2 separate regions of the Rattus norvegicus genome follow, and region 2 is linked to region 1. A link is a contact called in public Hi-C data. All regions are on one chromosome and are shown on one strand. The core of a region is the stretch at or near the end of the contact, and the rest is flanking DNA. Distances in the headings are between cores, read along the strand shown.

What was found. A called contact is a pair of places that touch in the nucleus more often than the background predicts.
Region 2: a contact with region 1 is called in a Hi-C map of Schwann cells, with 2.5 times the contacts expected there. The contact joins the enhancer-like site here to the promoter of Epb41l4b in region 1. A contact is called at or near these places in 2 of 12 Hi-C or Micro-C datasets (Schwann cells and frontal cortex).

What each region holds. Positions count from the first base shown.
Region 1 is chr5:76,645,762-76,650,485 of GRCr8, forward strand. It overlaps Epb41l4b (erythrocyte membrane protein band 4.1 like 4B), which reads right to left and starts at 1,991. Exons shown (of 25, transcript NM_001401792.1): 1 at 1,081-1,991. The coding sequence starts at 1,386.
Region 2 is chr5:76,837,593-76,842,316 of GRCr8, forward strand. It overlaps LOC134486937 (a long non-coding RNA gene), which reads left to right. Exons shown (of 2, transcript XR_010066520.1): 2 at 3,297-3,778. Among named protein-coding and RNA genes, the nearest start is that of Ptpn3, 19 kb to the left of the region's middle. Within about 2 kb of position 2,114, at least 12 of the 93 cell types and tissues checked have an H3K27ac peak or open chromatin away from gene starts, as enhancers often do.

The DNA.
Region 1 (4,724 bases), core at 741-3,240:
CTTACAGGTTAAATGTTCTCCCCTTAAGTCCAAAGAATCCCTACCACCCAGTTACAGACTGTCCGGAGGCCTAAACGCTCCGGACAATCTGTAACTCATCTAAAGCTCAATTACTGCGGTGTCTTCAGTCATGCCCCAAAATTCCCGAAGGCACCGTCTGCCGCAGCGCAGTGGGCGCCCGTTAGTGCATCGTTTGTTTGGATCTGACTGGCCCCTTCGGCCAGAAAGGCTCTTTTGGCGGCATGGCTCCCTGTCGGAGTCACTGGCGCTGGCCTAGCTTGCCACTGGAACTGGGCCCGGGTGCAACCACCTGTGGGTGTGTGGCCGGGACGCAGGCCCTGGTGCTGCTACCCCGGGATGCCCTGCGCGTCCCACGCACACTGCCGGATGTGGGAGCAAGTGGGTAGGCCAGTCCAGAGGTGGCCGGACCCAACTCCCAGCACCCCAAGGCTTCTGTCCGTTCAAAGCTGACCTGGCCTGAGTTGGCTCCGAAGTCACTCCACTCCCTGCGAGACTGTGAGCCAGGGAGCACTTTGGGATAAACTCTCTATAGGGGCCATCCATAGAGAATAGGTAGAGGGCAGAGAGACAAAACTGTTCCCTAAGCCTCTTCCCAAACTTGGGGCACCTGCTGAGCACCAAGCAAGGATTTCTTTTCCACTAAGGCCTGACACCAAAACCGGGATACCCCGGAGCAGCCCTGCGTCGCTTGAAAAATTCTACTCAATCCAGCATCGGAAAGCCAACATTGGCAGGGAATGAGGCCACCTGCGCCAAGGGGAGGGGACGTGGGGACGTGTGCATGGGGTAGCATAGGGTAGGAGTGAGGCACAAAAAACCTAGGGGGTCACCAAAGAAGAGCACCGCAACCCTGCGGTGCAAGGTGCCAAAGACTGGGCCCCAGAGCATACCCGAGCTGGTGGTCCGGGAGGGTTCATGGCTGGGGAAGACTGGCAGAAGATGGGGGAGGGGTCCCAAAGAGCGGCCGGGGAAGCTTCCCAGGGAAAGAACCACGGGGACAGGGGGCTCTGCCCCAAGGAGCGCAGGCTGCCAGTGCCCCACACGCGCCGCGTCACTCACCGGCAGGTCCACGCTCACTTCGGTTCCGTCGAGCAGGAAGACACGGCAGTAAAGGGTGGCCTTGGCAGCTCCCGAGGCGGAGATGTGCACAGCCGCGCCGCCGGTGAGCAGGGGCCCGCCGCCGGCCGGGAACACGCTACCCCCGGGCGCGGCGGGCAGCACGGAGGAGCTGGCGGCGGCGGCCGGGCCCCCTCGCGGCCCCCCGTCGCGCTCGTCCCCCAGCCCGGCGGCCCCGCGCCCCGCCGCGCCCCGCGCGTAGCGCTGCATGGAGCGGCGGCCAAAGGTCCGGCGCAGGAACCGCAGCATCCTGGCCGGGGGCGCCCCCTGCCTCCGCCCCCTGCGCTGCCGCTGCGCCGCCGCCCGGGAGCGCCTGGCGCCGCCGTCAGTGCCCGCCGCGCCGCGCCGCGCCGCCTCCCGCGGGCTGCGGCCCGGGGCTCGCTCCCGCCCCAGCCGAGGCCGAGGCCGCGCTCCGGCCGCCCGGGGAACGCGTCGGCCGGGCCAGCGCCCGCCGAGAGTAGCGGCGCGGGAGAGAGCGCGCACGGGCGGCCCGGGGGACCGTCCCGCTCTTGTCGCCGCTGTCGCCGCTGCGCGCTTGGGGCAGTCAGTCGGTGCGGGCTGCTGCGTGGCCGCTGCCCCGCGAAGAGCGCCGCGGGGGGACCCGGCTGCGGGCTGCTCCCGCGCCGCGCGCCGGCCGAGGGCCAGCCGGAGCAAAGCGCCTGCGTGCTCCCGGCGCGCTCGCTCCCACTCGCGCCGCGCCCGGCCCGAGGAGGCCCCCGCCGAGCGCCCGCTCCCGGGGCGCCTTTTCCTGCGCCCGCAGCCCCCGCCTCCCACCTGGGAGGGCTGCACCTCCAGCCGCCGCCGCCGGCACTGCAGCACGCCCTCCTCCCCCGGGGCTGCGCCGGGCCTGTGCTGCCCCCTGCCGGCCCGAGCGCCCCCTGCTGCTGTAGGTGCGCTCACGTGCGTACACGTAGGTGAGCACACACGTGTTTCCGGGCGCGCAGGACCCCCGAGAAGTCCGAGAGTTTCCCCTCCTTGACCAGATGAAGAAAATAAGGCTGCCTCCTTCCAGAAAATGCTTACCCCTGGGGCAAAGAAAAGCGCGTCTCTTTCTGAAAGCAAAAAACCAAAACACCAACGGTACTCAGTTTCCCCTTCTGCAGAAGAAGTGGAGTAGACCTAGGTCCTTGCCACTTAATGAAACTATCTCTTTAACATCTCAGCCCTGGCTGGGGCTTTAACCTTGCAGTCCAATGAACCCGTTCCAAACAAGAAAATTGAGGCCGGTGAGGAAGGGGAAGTACTTTTCCGTACTCCTTAGGAGACACTTTGCTTCAAGGACCTCGCCCATGCCCAGAGTTAAGGCAAGGGCCTGCATAAACAATTGCTACTGAGAAGGTTGGTCAAGGTTGGACAGACTTCTGGGAAGCGAAGTAGAACATGAGAATGAATTGCATAGGGCACATGGAGGAAACTGGAGACAGCGATTTGCTAACTGGAGGCAGCGAATTGCTAACGAGCAATACCCACAGGTTCGGTGTTTGCCCACAGACAAGAGGGTTGTCCTGTGCTCCAGAATGAGGAATGTGGGAAATGAGGCTGAAAGGAGGCCAGGCCTTTGGGGAGAATAACACTACTGTTTATCAGGCCCTAATTTTGTGCCAGACATTACACTAAGCCCTTTCCATATGTCTTAATTTAGCCTGTTAGCGTACAGGTTATTATCTCGATTGCACAAAGGAAGAAACCAAGCTTTAGAGACTGCCATACGATTCATTGATTGGGCTCCAGAGCTATTGATGGAGGACAGAACACGACTGTTACATGCAAATGTAACAGTTTAAGAGAGAGTTGGGGAAGCAGTGATCTCAGCAGGACGCACAGAGAAGACAAGGAATCATTCCAAAACAGACATTTATTGAAGACCAGGCATTGTCTTAGATTCCACCGTCTCCATCTTCATTAATCCCCATTCTAACTCTCCGAGACAGTTCTATGTATTCCCACTCACTTAGATGGATTTGGGAGCTTAGGTATGTAACATGCTTGCCCAAGGTCTGAGAGCTGCCCTGCATTCATTCTATGATCTTATGAGGACCACCCATGTGATAGTTTACTCTGTAGAATAGCATCTACAATAAACCCACTCTGCTCTTACCCCCACAAGATTTACCAGATGCTATGTACAATTGGTGTAGCCCAAGTCAGCTGACTAGTTTCTAAGGATATCCCAGGAACACGCAGAAAAGTCACTTGAAGATGTCCACCTATGCATTTTGCATTTGCATGATTGTGTTTCCTGTGTGTAGCAAAGGCGGGAAGGGGTTGTTCTATGTGTGAGTTAAAAAGGTTGAGGGGAGAATTAACTCACTGTTATAGCCAGTAGAATTAAATGAGACTTTTTTAGAGACTGGAGAAACAACAACTGTCAAAATCAAGGTGTAGAAGCTAAGGGAGGCACGCACCAGCTAGAACACTGGTTCTCAACCTGTGGGTCACAACCCCCTTGGGGTTGCATATCACATATCTTGTATATCAGATATCTTGTATATCAGATATTTACATTACAATTCATAACAGCAACATAATTACAATTATGACGCAGCAATGAAAATAAGCTTATGGTTGGGGTCACCACAACATGAGGAACTGTATTAAAGGGCTGCAGCATTAGGAAGGTTGAGGACCACTGCTTAGAAGCAAGAAAGGTAAAGAAAGGGTGAGTTATGCCCTAGAGAGTCTAGAAGGGACGAAGCACTGGCTTTAGCCTGTAAGATCCACCTCAGCCTCCAGCAAGGCAAAATAACGCTTGCAGGTTGTTTTAAGCCACTGCATCTGTGGTTCCTTACATCAGCCAAGTAGGAAGTCAGGCAGGCGCGCTAAGCACGATGTCACTTTGGAGAATCACAGCTTTCAGAGCTGTTCGTCTTGCGTGCACCGTCTGAGTGTGTGGCTATGCAGAGCTTCTCTCCTGTTGGGCTCCAGGCTCCATTAAGAGATGTTTTCTTTTTCGTCTGTGCATCCTAGCCCCTGCTGGGAAGTAGTAAGCACTCAACAAATGCTTATTGAATGTCCACAGGATCCCACTTCCTCTTCCTAGTGGTTCTGTAGGGTACATGTTATTTCCTCTTAGAGATGAGGAAAATGAAGGTTATCGACCTTAGATCCCCACACTCATGACTCCGCTCAGACTCGATGGTAGTGATCAATGGCTACTGACAGTGACGTGCTGAATTGCACGGGGATTCCTATGTCAGGCCCTACTCCCTAATGGATCTCGTCTCCAGGCATCGCTAACAATGGTTCTTGTCACTAACATTTCAACCTCACAGTTTAAACATTTAATGAGCAACCTTGGGCTTCAGGGTTACAGGACTGTATGTTCCAACAGCTGCCCGTTTGCAGCTGTCGTCTTCGGACCCTAAAGTCCCTAACTGTTTTATCCAAAGCCTGTAACTAGCCCCTCAGAGATTTTAACAGTCTTGTCTTAGACCCTGTGTATGAGTAACGTGAGTCAGCCAGAGCTGCCTGCCTATGATTGCATTGGTTTTCTTTATCTACCGGTGTAGAAGTGTTTGTGCGTGCACGTGTATACCGTATGCCGAAGCCAGAGGTCGATGGTGGTTGTTTTCCTCGATCACTCTCTA
Region 2 (4,724 bases), core at 864-3,363, 190 kb after region 1:
GTTGGCTTTGAGACTTGCATGGGCATGCTGGAAGATGGGGTGCAGCGGGGCTTGGGGTGGGCTTTCGGGGCTGTGTTCATCGTGTGTAACTCTACTTCCACTGCACAGACTGTCCCAGGCGACTCTATGTTCGAGAGGAAGGAGAAAAACGCAAAGTACAACTAAACTGCAAACAAACGGTTGTTTCAGGACATGGACTTTTGGGAGTGGCTTCTTATTCAGCCTCGAGACAGGGGGTGAGGAGAGTTAATTCTCTCTTCTGAGAGATTTACATGACAACCTTGAATTGGAAGTACTGGTCCAGAGGGACTGGCCTGCATTAGTATGGGGCCTCATATTTCTTCGATACAAGAAGGTAATTCCATAGAATAGGTACCCTCATATAGCTGTTTCAGCAGCACCTAGGAAATCCGAGACTCTTTTCCATATAGCCTGAAAGAACCATTTGATGAAATATTATCTCTGGACGTCATCCAGAGGTCCTGAGAGGCAAGCCTTTTCTTTTTCTAAAGATCAATTTTTATTATTTTTAATTATGTGTATAGGTTTATGTAAGGGTAGACACACTTGAGTGCAGGTGTCCTCCGAGACCAGTGGCATTGGAGCCCCCTAACCAGCCTAGCATTGTTCTTTTTTTTTTCCCCTTTTTCTCTTTTTCAGAGCTGGGGACCGAACCCAGGGCCTTGTGCTTGCTAGGCAAGCGCTCTACCACTGAGCAAAATCCCCAACCCCCCTAGCATTGTTCTTGATTGGCACGTGGGCACAGAACATGTGGAATAGTCTTCTAGTTCTAAAGTCTGACTTAACCCCTGTTAAACTAGTGAGTTTATTGAGATAGTTTGCCTGGCATCTTCTGGATGATCTCTTCCCAAGCAAAAAGCCACAACTGATTTGGTTTATCTGTCCTCTTGCCTGCCCACACATCCATGGTGGCTAGAAGGATTAGGATGGAGAGACAAATGGAACATGAGTGCTCTTAGAGGGGTCAGAGACGAACAGAGGGTGCATGACTTTGTTCTTTTTCTGTTGCTGAGATAAAATACTGTGACAAAAATCAACCTAAGGAAATAAGGGTTTATTTTTTGGTTCATAGTTCCAAGGTGTCAAGGCAGCAAGAACTTGAAGCAGCTCATCACATCACACCCGTGATCGTGAATGGGGTATGAATAGCTGAGCTGCTGCTTTTCTCCACTTATACAGTCCATGTTCCCAGCCAGGGAATGATGCCACCCACAGTGGACCGGTCTTCCTATCTCACTTAACTAATACATTTAAGATAATAACCCCAAAGGCATGTCCAGAGGCCCATCTCCTAGATGAGTTCTAAATTCTATCAAGTTGACAGCACCAACCATTACAGGGCCACAGACTGTTATAAGGAGGCAGAACGTGTCTTTAATTCTAACACTCGGGAGGCAGAGGCAGGTAGATCATTGTGGGTTTGATGCTCGTCTGATCTACAGAGCAAATTCAAGGAGAACCAGGGCTATATAGATACTCTGTCTCAAAACCAACCAACCAACCAGAAAAAAAGAAGCAGTTCTGATGCCAATGTAGAGTGGAGAGTGTTTTGGGGAAAGCCACTTTGTCGGGTATTCCTCATTCCCCCATCCACGTATGTTCTTGATTTTCAACCCCTTTGCTCTAAGCCCGGAGAAGCTGCCTTTTATGGCTTGTACCCTGGGCTTCTTTGGCTTCTATTTGGGTCCAACCAACAAGAGACAACATCAGGATATAGGAGAGTGGAGCAGGCCGAGCGTGGGATGGATTTTTACTTCACCCCGCCCACCGGCTGCCTTTTGGCAGCTTGCCGCATTCTTCCCCAGCCTCCTCTGGGCCTTTAAGTTTGGGGAGCAGTAATTGCTTCCCATGCCTGCAGATGCCCACACACTTTCTCATCTTTACTTCCTTGAACCCGTTCAGCCCTCTCTCAGTAATCTCTCCGCGGCGGCACACTCTCCAATTGCCTTTTCCAATGTGCCCCGTGCATCCTGCAAAGACAGGAAAACAAAAACATTGCCTGGAAAGGTCAATAATCCTGGCCTCCGTGCAGCTCGGTTCAATTCAATTTAGCAAACATTGACTGAGTGAGGTCTTCTTTCCCAGGTTGTGCGCCAGGAACTGGGGTCAGAGAAAACACAGACACAGAACCTATCTGCGGGGACCTAGGCGTAGCTTCCTGGGAGGCTGGATGCGGGGAGAAGGGGAAGCACGTACTGTGGTAGGCAAGTAGGGTACAACTGGGTCTGAAGCTGTGAGATGCTGGAGCTGTGAGGTGCTCCCTCCTCTAGGTCATCTGTGTTGGTTGGGGACCCCCTACCATCATCCAGTTGTCTCCATTTTGGCTTCTTTTCAAGGAGCCCGACCCGCCTACTTAGCTAGGCGCTACTGGCTCCCCGTCGAGGAGTGTCTGGGAGAGGAAGAGAGACTTGGCAGCATGGGCCTGGGAGCCCTGGGGTGGAGATAAGAACTTTATCTGCTCTGTGCCCTAGATGGTCCACTGGGATTCCTGAGCCTATGAGCAACTTATGCTGATGTAGGGAGGGTGAACCTGGCAAATTCTGTAAACCTTAAAAAGGGATGAGATTTTTACCTCCTCTAGTTAAGAAGAAAACACCAGAGAGAGCAGCGGTCCTGGGGCCCTCTGACTTGTGCTTTTTCTAGTGCTGTCTTTTTCAATCTTATTTACAGTGGTAGAGCGCTTGCCTAGCAACCGCAAGGCCCTGGGTGGTTCGGTCCCCAGCTCCGAAAAAAAGAAAAAAAAAAAAAAAAGAAAAAGAAAAAGAAATGTGCATCAATCTTATTTACAAAGCCGGGTTCTGAGCATGCTAGATATGTACTCTACTACTGAATTATTCTTTATCCGTATCCCCACTCCCTCCTTTTAACGTAAGGTTTTGCTAAGTTGTTGAGGCTGGCCTGGAACTTGTGATCCCTCTGTCTCCGCCTCTAGAGTAGCTAATGTCTACATATACCGGGCCCGTTCCTTTCTTCTTTTTAAAAATATTTTATTCATTTTATGTGTATGAGGACACCGTAGCTGTCTTTGACACATCAGAAGAGGGCATCAGATCCCATTACAGGTGGTTGTGAGCCACCATGTGGTTGCTGGGAATCGGAACTCAGGACCCGTGGCAGAGCAGCCAGTGCTCTTAACCACTGAGCCATCTCCCCAGCCCACCAGGCCGGTTTTCAATATGGTCTGAGAATGTGTTACAACAGCGAGTTTATACAGCGTCCTTGCTTGCTAGACTCTTGGGCGTTGAACTCTGACCCACTCATCCGTTTCTTTCTAGGATTGTTCCTGAAGGAGTAACATGGGTGTGATGACCTCTGTTGGAAGAATGAGATGACCGTGGCTTGTGACAGAGAAGGGACCTATGCCATTTATGGCACAGCTGGGACTTGATACAAAGAACCTCGAGGGCTGAGACAGTCAACAGGAATACAGATGGAGCCACCTGCTCCTTGCTGGAGACTGTTTGCAACAAGTTTACATCAGTTCTCTTCTACTCTGGGGACAGCCTTGGAGGCATAAAGGTGAACAGCACCAGGCTTTACAGTCAGGGCTTCAAAGACTTGAAGGTAAGCATCACGATCATACCAAGAAGAGGCGGGACATACACTGAAACCGAGACACCCATTTTTAACCCGCCGACTTCATTCAGAGGCAGGAAGGGAAGGAAGACCCGGGACAGTCACATGTTACTTGTACGTACATATGTACGTACGCCTCTACACCGTGGCTCATTTTCCCTTCACCATCTCTTAAAGACAAGGAGAAAAGGAAATTTAAAAAACAGATGCGTGAAGCATCTGGATTTTAGGAACTGCGATTTTGGGAAAGTCGAGAGCAGTACAGGGTGACTTGAATGAGTCTGGTGGTCCAGGCTCTCTCTCTGCTACTGAGGAGCTGTGTGACTCTGACCATACTCACTTCACTCTTTGGGCTTCATCCGCATCCTTATCTACCTCCAGAGAGCTTTCATGACATTTTTATTGGGGGGTATGGGGGTGGGGGACAGTGCTAGAGGGGTGCAGGATTTTAGCGTCAAGCACAAGTCTTTATCGCCCTCTACTGTTCAGCTGCAGCACTGCGGGTCTGATTTGTTAGGTTCTCTAGAAAGCAAGCTTTTACGCCTTGCAATAATAAGCTGTGAGCTACCAAGTCCATCCACAGGAGTCTATAAGGTAACAAGAGAAAGCCAGTCCTCTCTCTCGCTCTCCCATCCCATCGACTTGGAAGTCCTGCTGGTCTCGCCCACACAGTTTCAATTAGTTTCCTAAGTGCTGCCTCCTGACTGTTGAAGCGCACACCCTCTCCGCCCTGACCCAGCTCCCCTCCATCATTACAGTTACCACACAGCATGTCAGCTGCCCTTGGCCATGCCTGTCTTTTTAGCTCAAAGTCTGCTGTCACTTGCCTTGTATTCCCCCCACCCCCTGTATAGCATGGGACACATGACCTCCCCAAACAAGTTAGTTCAAACGGTGACGACCAGACGGAAGAATAGATGAATCAAAGAAGCTCAGTGAGCGGAGGAAGGCTTGGGGGTGAGGAGGAGCTTCGAGGGTTCGGAGGGAGGCTTCCCATACAGGAAACTCCCTAGTTCCAAACTTTTGGGGTTCAGAGCATCAGCGAACAGAGGGGCAGATGGAGGGCTTTGGGGGTGCAGCTGCTCACACAGGTGTGCTCACCTGGAGAAGATGCTACCCTCAGAGTG